Regions from separate parts of the Rattus norvegicus genome. Here regions 1, 2 and 4 are each linked to region 3. Evidence: chromatin contacts called from public Hi-C data. All regions are on one chromosome and are shown on one strand. Each heading gives the region's core, a stretch centred on a gene start, on an enhancer-like site or on the middle of the called end of the contact. The rest is flanking DNA. Distances are from core to core; before and after follow the strand shown.

Evidence for each region. A called contact is a pair of places that touch in the nucleus more often than the background predicts.
Region 1: a contact with region 3 is called in a Hi-C map of kidney, with 2.3 times the contacts expected there. The contact joins the enhancer-like site here to the promoter of Epas1 in region 3. A contact is called at or near these places in 5 of 12 Hi-C or Micro-C datasets (Schwann cells, kidney, liver and 2 more).
Region 2: a Hi-C map of the A7r5 cell line shows a contact between it and region 3, with 1.9 times the contacts expected there. The contact joins the enhancer-like site here to the promoter of Epas1 in region 3. A contact is called at or near these places in 9 of 12 Hi-C or Micro-C datasets (the A7r5 cell line, Schwann cells, frontal cortex and 5 more) and 1 of 1 datasets of contacts at active chromatin or transcription factors (oligodendrocytes).
Region 4: a Hi-C map of hepatocytes shows a contact between it and region 3, with 4 times the contacts expected there. The contact joins the enhancer-like site here to the promoter of Epas1 in region 3. A contact is called at or near these places in 5 of 12 Hi-C or Micro-C datasets (hepatocytes, kidney, liver and 1 more) and 1 of 1 datasets of contacts at active chromatin or transcription factors (oligodendrocytes).

What each region holds. Positions count from the first base shown.
Region 1 is chr6:13,760,375-13,763,550 of GRCr8, reverse strand. The region is part of intron 11 of Prkce (protein kinase C, epsilon); the gene reads left to right. Among named protein-coding and RNA genes, the nearest start is that of Epas1, 140 kb to the right of the region's middle. Within about 2 kb of position 1,535, at least 12 of the 93 cell types and tissues checked have an H3K27ac peak or open chromatin away from gene starts, as enhancers often do. A contact at or near this core is called in Schwann cells, where this site is marked.
Region 2 is chr6:13,831,673-13,834,935 of GRCr8, reverse strand. All of the region lies in intron 10 of Prkce (protein kinase C, epsilon), which reads left to right. Among named protein-coding and RNA genes, the nearest start is that of Prkcel1, 96 kb to the left of the region's middle. Within about 2 kb of position 1,770, at least 20 of the 93 cell types and tissues checked have an H3K27ac peak or open chromatin away from gene starts, as enhancers often do.
Region 3 is chr6:13,623,142-13,626,336 of GRCr8, reverse strand. It overlaps Epas1 (endothelial PAS domain protein 1), which reads left to right and starts at 1,608. Exons shown (of 16, transcript NM_023090.2): 1 at 1,608-2,186. The coding sequence starts at 2,161.
Region 4 is chr6:13,467,113-13,470,346 of GRCr8, reverse strand. No RefSeq gene overlaps it. Among named protein-coding and RNA genes, the nearest start is that of Tmem247, 14 kb to the right of the region's middle. Within about 2 kb of position 1,801, at least 47 of the 93 cell types and tissues checked have an H3K27ac peak or open chromatin away from gene starts, as enhancers often do. A contact at or near this core is called in hepatocytes and liver, where this site is marked.

The DNA.
Region 1 (3,176 bases), core at 286-2,785, 140 kb before region 3:
GCAGGGATGGGATCTGAGGAATCGTCTCTTTACTTACTTGTTACTGTACCCATTCAGCCGACTACTATGGAGAGGCCATATTGTACCAGGCACTGTGGCAACTCAGAGGCTTCTTCCCCATGGAGTCATTCATTGTGCATGAAAGACACAAAGTGGGGCCAATGCTAGGACACCAAGGGCAGACACGGGAACCAGCTACAGACATCTGTGTCTCCTGTTTTGATTTTGAGGGGACATGGTAACTTGTGAGGCCAGGGACCAGACTGATGAAGGTGACACGGGTCCCCTCATTACACAGTGCCCTCAGATCTTAGGATACTACTGAATACATGCAGAACACGGGTTTAAAATTGCGTTTGGTTTGTTTTGTTTAAGTGCGCACTGACAAAGATTTGCTCCCAAGAGGAGATGGCAGCATTTAGTGTACAACAGTTAGGTTTGAAGGTTCAAGTCTCACAGCTTCCAGTTGCCAGTGGATCCTAACAATGTTAGGTCTTCAGCATGGAGCTAACCACCTCATCTCTCCACGTTTGGTCAGAGAAACACAGGGAAGCAACTTGTTTGACATCTCTGTCCTCAGATCTAGTCTGTACATCGGATCCCAAGTAGCCATTTTGATAAGTCCATGGTGACATGTACTTGGTTGGTGACATGACAAGGGGTGGGACACCAGATATGAATATCATGATGGCCTTGGAGCCTCTTCCCCATGACAGGGGATACAAATACCTGTTCTCCATCAACAGGGGTCAGGAAATTACCCAGCAAAAGCTAAGCATGTGCAAGCCTTCCTCGATGTGAACTTTAAAGAAGTTGTATTTTGGTTTTTGTGTGTGGTTTCAAGTGAATGCAAGTCCCCAGGCAGGTTAGAGGATGGAGTCAGGGTCTTTGGAACTGAAGTTACAGGCTGGTAGGAGCCACCTGCTGTAGATACTGAGAACCCAATTTGGGTCCTCTCCAAAAGAAGTGTGGGCTCTCACCCGCTGAGCCATCTATCCGGGCCCTTGCTATGGGTTTGTAGGAAGCAAGCATCGAGGCTTACAATCAGATAAGTTACTCTGCAGTGACTCCAAGCCCTACTTCCCGGGTACACCCCCAGGTTACTTGTCTTGGCTCTAAGCCAGCCATTTGACACCTGAGTCTTTAGCTGTCAGAACAGTAGGTGAAGGCCTGCTCTCCCTAGATAAGTCCGTGTGGTGAAAATGCCCTTGTCTGGCTTATCAGTTTCATCTTATAAATGTGTTTCCATGAGTCAGAACAGCCATCCTGTGGTAGCAGCAATGCTTGCTGTCCCACAGAAGGGCCAAGCGTGGACGCACTCAATTCACCTCAGGCAACAGGGCAAAGTGGTTAAGCACATGGAAGTGGTTTCCTGCCACCTGTGTGTCAGGGATCAGTTAAAAAATAAATGTCCCCAGACCCTTTTTTTTTTCTCAATTAGAAAAATGCAGATAAGAGTCCTCCCTGGAGGGTGTAGTAGGACACACATCCAGTTCCAGCCAGCTGGGAAGGCTGAGGTGGGAGGGACTCAGGAGTCTGAGATCAGCCTGGGCAATCCATCAAATTAAGAATCACGAAAGCAATAGCCTTCAAGATTGCAGGGCGGGGATAGATAAAAACTAGACGTTAGGAGTCAACAGTGGGCTTGACCTGAAAGCGTTTGGAGAAAATCTCTTTAAAAGGCAGTGATAGCTGGGCAGACACCACCGGGTGGTGGTGTGGACTTGGGGAATCTCAGAGTTTGAGGCCAGCCTGGTCTACAGAGAGAGTTCCAGGACAACCAGGGATACACAGAGAATCCCTGTGTCAAGGGATCAGAATATAAATAGATAGACAAATAGACAGACAGACAGATAGCAATGACTGGGGCCAGGAAATAGCTCTGTGGTTAACAGCACTGGCTGTTCTTGCAGAAGACGGGATTTGATTCCCAGCACCCACATGGCAGCTCATGACCATCTGTGACTCTGGTTCCACAGGACCCAAAAACACCTCTGGGCTCTGTGGGCACCAGGTACGCCATTTGGTGTGGATACCTACATTGTAGGTAAAATACTCCAGCACACAAAATATCTTATTTTTAAGAGACAGTGATGGCTGGAGAGATGGCTCAGTTGGTAAAGTGAGCCTGATACCCCAACAACCCATGCAAAGTGGTGGGGATGTGGCGATGCAAACCGTTAACCCTATAACTGCTAAAGCAACAGGACCCCTGAGGCCTGCTGACTCTAAATTCAGTGAGAGACCCTGCCTCAAAAAATACTAGGTGGAGAGTTACTGAAGAACCCCCCAATGCTGACCTTTACACTCAGAGGCACTCGTGTGCACACCCACTTCCCCCTCCCTCACCCTCCACATAGCAGCTCTTTGGATTTTAAATGATTGATCTGCAAAAATGTAGGTTTCTTCCTCTGATGAACACAGAACAAAACAGTGAATCACTCCACAGGCTTCATACTTCAGCATGCTTTTGTTTATGAAGATAATGGCTACCCCTTACTTGCCTCCCTGCTTGGCCTCATGTGGCCTTTGAGTGACTGAGCATTCTTGAAAGAGAGGCTGGGTTGTTGCCACAGAGGATGCCAGGCAGATGATACCAGCCAGTCATTACCATTTGCTACAATAGCCCGGGGCGTTTAACCAGAGGGCGTTTTGACTCCACAGAGAAAGCTCGCCTTTCTCCTGAGTGTCTTGTGAAATACTGGAGGTGTTTGGAAATGCGCCAGGAGCACTTCCATTCCTCCCTGACTAACCAGTCAGCCTCAGACAAGCAGTTTCTGCACCACCTGCCTCAAGAGTGATCCAAATGCTGGCACCCCTGAAATCATTTTCCTGATCTCTTATCTCAAGTAACTAAGAATTTCCTGTCAACTATGTGGCGTGGAGGCCTAAGCTCTGTGGAACAAACACTCGAGGGAGTGGAGCATTCAAACACAGCTTCTGGGTTTGTAGCAGCATGGGGTGTTCAGCACTTCTCCTTCAAGGTTTCAAGACAAGCACAGACATTGTCCCCATTTCTTTTCTGGTCTATTAAGTCTCAGGTACTAGCCATGTTCTAAGGACAAGTGGTTTATAGAAGGAATGTGGTCTGGCTTTCACTCTTGGGGAAGTTGCCACCAGTTTAGAAGAACTGTGTCCCAGGTGGGAAAAGTGACAACATAGGGGTACTGTGGAGA
Region 2 (3,263 bases), core at 521-3,020, 210 kb before region 3:
TCTGGAGAAGATAGTGGCTTTATTACAGAAATGTATTTTCAGTCCTCTAGAACTGCAGCTAACAAAACGGATAACCGATGTGGCCACTTCTACAGTCATGACTCGGGAAGTCACACAGGCTGGCCCTTCATGAGCTTTGCACAGGCAGCCCAGGAACCTGCTATACTGGAGCGAGCGTCATTGCTGCCCACAAACATGTCGTGACACCTGCTGTAGACAAGGCTTGGAGTGGGTCTCAGAGTCGCCATGCTCCAGGTGACCGCACACTCATTGAAACTGGCAGACATTTTGAGGGAGACGAGCAAAGTCAGGATGGTCACTGGTGCCCACTTGTGTTAGGCACACAAAGAAGGCTCTGCCTCCCACATCCTAGGTCCCTGAAGGCCGCTGTGGCAGAGGATTCAGAGCCGGAAGTCCCTTGTGCTCGTCAGGCTTCCTCCACCCTCCTCAATGGTGTCTCCCTGCGGTTCATCCCGGGAACCAAGGTCATGGACTATAAAACTGATGGTTGATCTACAGTCAGATTGGAGGGTTGTTTGTTTTTGTAACAATTTGCTCTTCATTCTGCTTTTTTATTTGAAACTTTAATTTGTTTTATTGTCTCCGATTCCTCCCTGGCCAGTGTTACTGTGGTAGCCCAGCGTCTTAGAGAGGCCCTTTCAGTCAGTTTATGGGAACTGAGTCATTCATTAGAACGGTTCCCACAGAGGGGCTGGAGTGGAGCTCAGTGGGGGAGCACGCTCTCAGTGCGGCCACGGTCCTGGGCTTCATCTCAATGGGATGAGTTTTGAGGATGGGGTATATTCGGTAGTACAGCACCTGTCCAAAACACCTGAAGGCCAGGGTTTGAGTCCCAGGATGACAAGAAAGCATGCTAGAGAAATTGTTTTAATATCGGAAATTATAAGAGGGATCTCTTCCTGGGCACCCGTCAGGATCTGTGAAGTGGGGTTTTAGATTCTCCCGTTTGGCTGGTGGGGAAGGTCAGGGCTGCCACTCGGTTTCCTCAGCACAGCGCTGGCATTCCTGAGTGTCCTGTCGGCCCCTTGACCTCATTCGTTCCTCAGTTAAATACTTCTTGCTGTCCCTCTAGGAGTACAGTGCTGTTGAGGGCTGGGATGTGGGATGAGCTGGCTACACAATGGTTCCTGCTGAGGACGAGATGGAAGGCAGGGTGTGAGAGCCAGGGCGTGTGTTGTGGTCCCCCTGTGGGCCCTTCCTGGCACAAGGATGGGCTTGCCCCATCCAGTCAGGCCTCTTCCTTCCTGCAAGGCACAGGAGACCATGTGTCACGAGGGTTCCACTTGATTTCTACAGCTATGCCTGGGAATTAGAAACAAGACACAAACTGAACACTAAGCAGTCAATGGGGAAGCTGGGCAGGATGACATCTGGGATTCTTTGAGACGCACAGCAATGCTCTCCTTCCTAGTAGATTGCTTTCCCCTCCTGCCCCCAACTACAGTAGCTTTCATTTCCTGTATTCTTTTCACCAAATTGAAGGATAAAGTTACAGCTCATTAATGTGCATGTTAAGCACCTAAACAAAAACGCCTAGATATCCAAGTAGTTTCTCCGTTTAACTAGATAGAGTCTTAGCAATCCCATTTTAGGAGAAAGGAGAACAATTTTCTATGTACATTACCAAGGATCTTGCAGTTAGCCACTTCAGCCACTAGATGGCGATAATAATTAGCAGGGCAAGTGGGCTCACTGTGACTCATCCAGGCAGGAAGAGGAGACTAAAATAATTTAACTGAGTGAGGTGAGCATTCTAGAAGGATACATTTCGGAGCTTCCGGTTTCCAGTACTGGCAAATGCTTTCTTCCATATACAAAATTCTAAAGTTAGAAGGGAAAAAGAAATAGGAGTGGAGCTATCTCTTAAAAACTAGAGCTGCGGAAGCTTGCCAGTTTGTTCCTACTTTTGTCTGTTTTACATCTACAATGAAGACACTGAAATTATTTCTGAGCTCGTGAGCAGACTGCAGTCCCTGCGGCCGTGCTCTAAACCCTACCTGGTGGGGCAAATAGCTCATCCTTCGAAGGAGCTGATTGGAGCTCTACGAAACAGGCCCAGATGTTTGTTTTTATTTTACGTAGATGTAAACCATGCTCCTGTGATAGAGAGCCCAGCTACTGTGCTACTGTGACCATCTCAAAAGTGGACAGGAATTTGTCGAGTGTTTGGCCAGAGGCGCTACTCTGTTTCCTTCACAGGTGATCCTCGTTCTGTCGAAACAGGAGCAGCCTTTTCCTACTAACTCATGATAAGACTCGATGGGAAAGCGGGAGGAGGGCAGGACATACATCTTTAAGGACTTCACAGAATCTCTCTTCCTCTGTGAATAACTGTCCCAGGCCCGAGTCCTCACATTCTCCACTGGCTAATAACATTTGATTGTCTATGAAAATCATTAACAGCCCCAAGATACGAGGCCTCATTCCTCTGACAGCTGAAGCTGCCCAAGTCTCAGCGATGCCTTCCCCGATTCTCATCGGTAGTCACCAATTAATCAGACTTCTTTATACCGATGCTTTCTTTAATAAGAGGTATTCGGTGATGACGGAGGAACACCCCTAGCAAACAAAGGTTTAAACCCAGCCCAAGGGGCTCTGATTACCATCGGGAGCCTACGCCCGATGCAGAGTCTGACTGAATGCTATCGCTTTTCTAGATTAGATAGGAGAATGAGGGAGACATTTTTTAGGGTGCCTATGCTCTGGTTTTGGTGACAGTTCAAACAGTGAGAACTAGAAAATGCCTTGTTGGCCTATCACTGATAACAGAAGTATTTAGAAGGCAGAGCTAGATGTATGGTTTCAATAAACTGTTATTTATTTACTGTTTGCATAAATGCAAACAACGTGTCGTAATTACCTCATCAGTGACCCACTCCCTCGAACGAGCACCCCGAGACTTCCTCTCCCACTTGGTGTACCTCTGTAAAGATGTATCTATGTCGTGTGGATGAGTATTTTGCCAGCATGTATTTCTGGGCACTGCGTGCATTATCTGGGCCCTGTGGAGGCCAGAACTGGGTGTGGGGTTCCCTGGAAATTGACCGGTTACGGATGCGGTTACCGATGCTTGTGAGTCACCTCGTGGGTTCTGGGATCCCAGGCCCCCTGCAGCAGCTTCTGTCTTTGTTGCTGTCATGATCCACCAATGCGAGTTCTTTCTTTCTGCGGGTTCTTTAGTGTGCCACCATTTTCTCATCCATCCTCACACGCATCTCTGTCATGGCTTGGGCTGCAGACTC
Region 3 (3,195 bases), core at 359-2,858:
AGATATCGCTCAGTCACCTGTCAAGTACAGCTCAGGATTCAGAAGCTCTAGCGAAAAACAATGTTTGGGGCCTCGAAACCACCAAAGCGCTTGTGGATTTTATTGTCTGGTCTTTTCTCCCCACCACCCTCCATTCCAGTCTCGAAGCAATATACAAAATGATGCCAGTCTCAAAAGAATATATAAAGCAAATAAAATATGCTTTTATTTTATTATAACTGTGTCTACCAATTTGAACTTTCCATTAAGACAAAAAAATGGGTCACCCAGCCCATTCATCTAGATACCTTCCGAAGACTAAAAAAGTACCCACCTTCTTGGTGCCTTAACAAACTTAAGATCCGCCCCCGTCCCAACACATACACGCACACCGTCTCTGGTTATAATTTTACTAGGAAATTTGGGTGCAAAAATAGTGCGGGAAGCACAGACTTGGGTCCCAGGGCAGCCCAACTGAGGGAATGTGCTTTCTCTGCAATTCACAACTACGCAGCCCATTGACTCTCTCCCTAGCCTTCAAAAATCAATGGCTGTCTTCGTCTGGAGATTTTCCTGCAGGTCACCTAAGTAGGGAATGGGAAAGTGTCTAAGATGAGGGCAGGACTGGAAATCTCATGGGTGGAAAGAGCCAAATCGTTCTCTGCCTGCGTGTGGGAGAAGAGACTCCATAACTACTACGTCCCGCAGTTGGCGGTATCCTTGGAACTCCAGAAGGGCAGATCCAGTGACTTGGAAATAAGTTATCAACACACTCGCTGAGGTGATGCTAGGGTACTGAGAGCGGGCAGAGGCCTGCGGGGGCCTTCAAGACCCTCCTCTCAGGCATGCGCTTAAACCTAACAGCGCCTCAAAACAATCCATAAATCGGTTGAGGAAAAGACACGGGCAGGAGAAGCCCTAGATCATTTTTGTCCCAGATTCTCCCACACCTTTCTGCCTCTCCGGACTCAGAAGTCAAGGTCAGTTCCGCCAAAAGGAGCGCACCTCCAAGGCAGACAGACGCGCAGCACTGCAGTCCGGGTCCTGGGAATTATTCCCGCCGGCTGGCCGAAGGGAGCCACACGGCTGGTTTAGGGACCGCACCCGGAAGCGGGGGTGGGTGGGTGGATAAGCGCTGCACTCCCTAGCTGCGCTCGCGACCTCCGACCCAGCGCTCCTGCCCCGGCTCTTAGGGGGAAAGTGAGGCTGAAAGGACGCCGACGCAAAGTCATACGCCGAACTTGGGTAGCAGATCCCCGCCACTATTCAGCCCTGCGCTAACTGCGCCTCCATTCGGAGTCCCGTATAGTTACTCGCCACCGGCGACCTCACAAACAAGTCGCCGATCTGCGGAAGGAGGAGGAAGGGCAGGCAGGGCAGACGGGCGCTGGAGGAGCGCTGCCGAGAGAAAGGGGCGGTCCGGGGTCAGGGCAGAGGCTGTGGCCGCGCCTCCCCATTGGCCGGGACGCGGTGGGAAGCTGGGGCAGGCAGCCAGTGGCGGGGGCGGAGCTTGCCTGGAGCCCCGCCCCGGCCCCGCCCCCGGCCCGCTGTCCCACTCCCGCGCCCCTCGCGCCCTCCGGCGGGCGGGCCGTCCGAGTTTTTAAAGTGGGCTGGAAGCTGCGGAGGCCGGACATTCGAGAGCGGCCGGTGTACAGCTCCGGAGTCCGCTGCGCTCCGCTCCAGCTCTCCTGAGGCGGCCGTACAATCCTCGGCAGTGTCCTGAGACTGTATGGTCATCTCAGCGGCCGCACTCGCCTGCTCCCGGATTTTTTCCAACCTGCTCTCTTCGAGCCACTTTTTTTTTTTTTTTTTTTGGTTGGTTGGTTTTGTTTTGTCAGATCCCAGAAAAGTGACTCCAGTTCGGGGATAAACGGAACTTCAGGTCCCTTGTCGCTGCTCTCTTTTGGCGTCTTGCAACCTCCTCCCATTCCTTTCCCCAGCCCCGCCTCCTCCTGCAGGTTCCTCCCCGTCACCCCTCTCCTCCCTCCTCCTCAGCACCTAGCCAGCCGTCCGCAAACTTCCACCTGATTGTGCGGGACTCTCGGACCTGCGAGCACTGAAGACCTGTCTCACCTGCCGGGGCGACAGAGAGCTGCGGAGGGCCACAGCAAAGAGAGCGGCTGCAGCCCCTACGGGGTTAAGGAACCCAGGTGCTCCGGGTGTCGGAGGGCCGCGGCGACAATGACAGCTGACAAGGAGAAGAAAAGGTAAGCGGGCGTCAGAGCTGAACGGTCCCCCGCATTGGCGGAACTGCGCGTGGCGGGCGCGACCCGGGGCAGTCGCGAGAGGGGTGCGAGAGGTCTCGGAGGCCGGAGGACCGCTCTTGGGGGGTTTTGAGTAAGCGAGCGGGTGCTGCCTTTAGGGACACGGAGCTGGGGCTTCGCAGTGGAGTTGCAAACCGGATAGTTCCGAGGCCTTGAGACGCGGAGAGATGGCCCGGAGGTCAGGGGTGCTTCCGCGGGGTCTTCCAAAGTCTGTCGTCCCTAGAGCGCGAAGCTTCCCCAGCCAGTGGTTTGAAATGTTTCTGGGCCGATGCCCTCGAGTCTCAGGGTTTCCATGCTGGGGCAGCAGACGTACCTTTCTTTCCTAAGACTTTCCAGGTCTTTTCGAGCGCGCTGCTATGCGGTCTTTGCGCCCCAAACTTGCAAGGGATAGAGGGCAAATCGCAACTCGGGGGCGCGCCCTGCCCGAGAAGCAGGAACACGGCCAAGGAGCCTGCTCCAGACAGTACCCAAGTTTGTTGAGCCCCCTTAACCTTATCCTGCACCTAGACTCCGGCAGAGTGCGGAGTGAGTGACCTGGATTGCCCTGCGGGGGCAGGTGTCCTAGTGTGCAGAGAGAGGACGGTGACACCCAGCCGCTCAGAGTGTCTGATTCTTAAGACAGGGAAGGGCAGCCACGAAGGCGAACCTTTCGGCACTGGGTGAGAGGCAACTCGGGCCAAGTCGCGCGGCCCTCGAGCCTCCTTCAATCCGCCCCGATCTGGTGACATGACCCCCAGCTCTCGAAGCCGAGATGGGAGCGCACCATGCGTCCGCGCAGACCTGGGTACGTCCTCGCCTCCTGCAAAAGTTTATAGCTGCTTGCCTAGCACTTTGCTCCTGTTTCGTCAGTGCGTGCTGTGGCCTAGAGCTCCCAGCGCTGCGCTCGGCGGCGACTTAGCTGGGGAGTCCGGAATCGAACGCATGACCGCAGAGTGGCGCGAGCTGTGGGAGA
Region 4 (3,234 bases), core at 552-3,051, 160 kb after region 3:
GCTGCTCTTCATGGCACCCTATACACACACACACACACACACACACACACACACACACACACCACACACCACACACCCACACATACACACACACCACACACACACACACCACACACCACACACATACACACACCACACACACACCATATACATAGACATACACCACACACACCACACACACACACACACCACACACACACACACCACACACACACACACCACACACACACCATACACATACACATACACCACACACACACACACCACACACCATACACACACACATACACACACACCATATACATAGACATACACCACACACACCACACACACACACCACACACACACACACCATATACATAGACATACACCACACACACACACCACACACACACACCACACACACACACCATACACACACACATACACACACACCACACACACACCATACACGTACACCACACACACACCATACACACACACCACACACACACACCACACACACCACACACACACCATACACATACACATACACCCACCATACACACACCACACACACACCATACACATACACATACACCCACCATACACACACACCACACACCACACACACACACACCATACACACACACCATACACACACACCATACACACACACCATACACACACACATACACACACACCACACACACACCATACACATACACCACACACACACCATACACACACACCACATACACACACCACACACACCACACACACACCATACACATACACATACACCCACCATACACACACCACACACACACCATACACATACACATACACCCACCATACACACACACCACACACCACACACACACACCATACACACACATACCACACACACACACCATACACATACATACACACACACCATACACACACACACCACACACACCATATACATAGACATACACCACACACACCACACACACACACACCACACACACACACCACACACACACACTACACACACCACACACACACACCACACACACACACCATACACACACACACCACACACACCATACACACACACCACACATACACACACATACACACAACACACACACACACACACACACACACACACAGCTCTTGTATAAGCTGGAAAGCTGTGCCTCCCGACACCTAGAGATGTCTCACAGACCTCTCCCTGGCATTGTGCCTCTGTCCCCCCATTTCCCACCTGACACACCCTCCACCCCATCCTCTCCTTCCCACTAAGAGACCTGGCCCCCTTAATGTATACTCATTTGTCGTCTCTGCTGTCTCTGCACCCCCAGTGACCAGATGACAGGTAGATGTCAGCATCCCCATTCCTCTGGAGTAGAAACTTCCTACTGAGCTAAAAAGTTCTATCTCCCTCCTGTACAGCAATGAGTCCTCAGGCCAGCAGCATCCTCCGGCATTGTGCCTTCAATGAGAGGCAGAAGTACCAGGGTTCTGGGAAGCAGGAGGATAAAATAGGCAGAGAGGGACAGGGAGGGGAGGGGAGAGGGAGAGGGAGAAGGAGAGGGAGAGGGAGAGAGAGAGAAAACAGGCTACATTGGGGTGTCATTCACTCTTGATCCAAAAACCTGAGAAAAAGGCTTTCCAGTCAGCTAGGAAAAACAAACAAAGCCAGAATGGGGTCATCTGGAGGAAGAAGCCAGCCTAGCAGCTACCATACAATCAGAACCAAGTGGCCTCATGGATACAGCCCTGACACCATGCCGTGGAAACCTGAGGGGGCAGTGTTGCTGGTGTCCTGGGAGGAACTCTGTATTTCTATGTTATCGGCTGGGGGAGGCCTACAGCATTTGTTGGACTCTTCAGGCAAACACAGTGGCCAGATCTTCGAAACAGGACGCCTTTGTCCATGACTGACACCCTGGCCTAGAGCCCAGCTCTGCTTCAGGGGAGGATTTAGGTCACAAGAAAATGGGGGTGGGGTGGAGGGTGGCTGTAGCCTTAGAAATCTGTGTAAAAATTGGGGAGGCACTTCACCCCTTCCCAGGGTCACACCCTTGCCCTGTCTGACCTTACTTTGCATCACGCTGACTTTGAAGACACAGCATTGGATGGCCTCCTCAACCTCTTTTAAAAGCTATTTGGCAAATTCCCACCTGGCTGGAACCTCCCCCATCGATCTGTTACCTCTTTCTAGTCAGCTCAAATCATTGTGTAAAGCTTTCCCAACCTCCGTTCAGTATAAAGACCCGTGCAAACATGACCGGGAAGCCCCTGGAAGCCTCCAGTACACTGGAGAGTCACCAAGGACCACAAACTCGGACTGCTTTCCAAAGCCAGAGAGCATCTCAGACAAGGATGGTGCCCTGGCCTGCCGATGCTCCCCGGCTGTTTTGGCTTTAGAGAAAAGCTGCTGAAGATGTGAAAGCGGCTCTTGAAGAACGACCCAGTCACACCTGCTGTGATCTTTCCACTTCGGCTGCCCTTTCTAAACTGCTCCTTTTCACAGAGGTCAGCCCGAAGCCCTGCCTCCGAGGCCAGCCCTTATCCTCCGCGCATATTTAAAAGCGTTGGCAAACAGTTTTCCAACCCCTGTCTCTTAAGAGATGAGCTAACCGCTCACTCAGGCCTGGCGCTGAGCTAATGAACTGCGTGCCTTCCTGTTGGCTTTGCTCGCCATCTTCTGGACCGAAAGCAGTATTGCTACCAAGGAAGGGGCGGGCCCGGACGCTCCAGGGCTTCTTAGAGCAAACCCAAACACAGAAGACCAAGAGGAACTGTTCCTGAATACCAAGAGAGCAAGATTGAGCCTCGTTTTCTACCGCAGAGCTGTGCTCAACCACACACTTATTTTCTTTTGAGAAATCACTTCTGGAGCACCTGGCCTTACACTTTAACAAGCATGTGGCTGAACACCTACTATGTGCTAGTGGCCTGCTCGGACTGTGACAAGTAGTCACTAAAACACGTGTGCAAGTAAGCTGTGTCAGCACCCCTGAGCTGCAAGGAGCACGTGTCAAAGTCAGGGTTGAGCATAGTCTCTGCAGATTATTTTTACCGCCACTCTCGTGAACCCAGTATGAGAAAAGCAGGTTCCTCATGAGCTCCAGGGCTGGTCCCAAAGACACTGTACAGGTCTCAGCCCCAGTTCTCAGGGGAGCAGGTGGATGGAGAATGAGTCTAGAACCAGCGAACTTTGGAGACATCTGCGTAAGCCAAGGTGTTCCCTTTCCATTTACG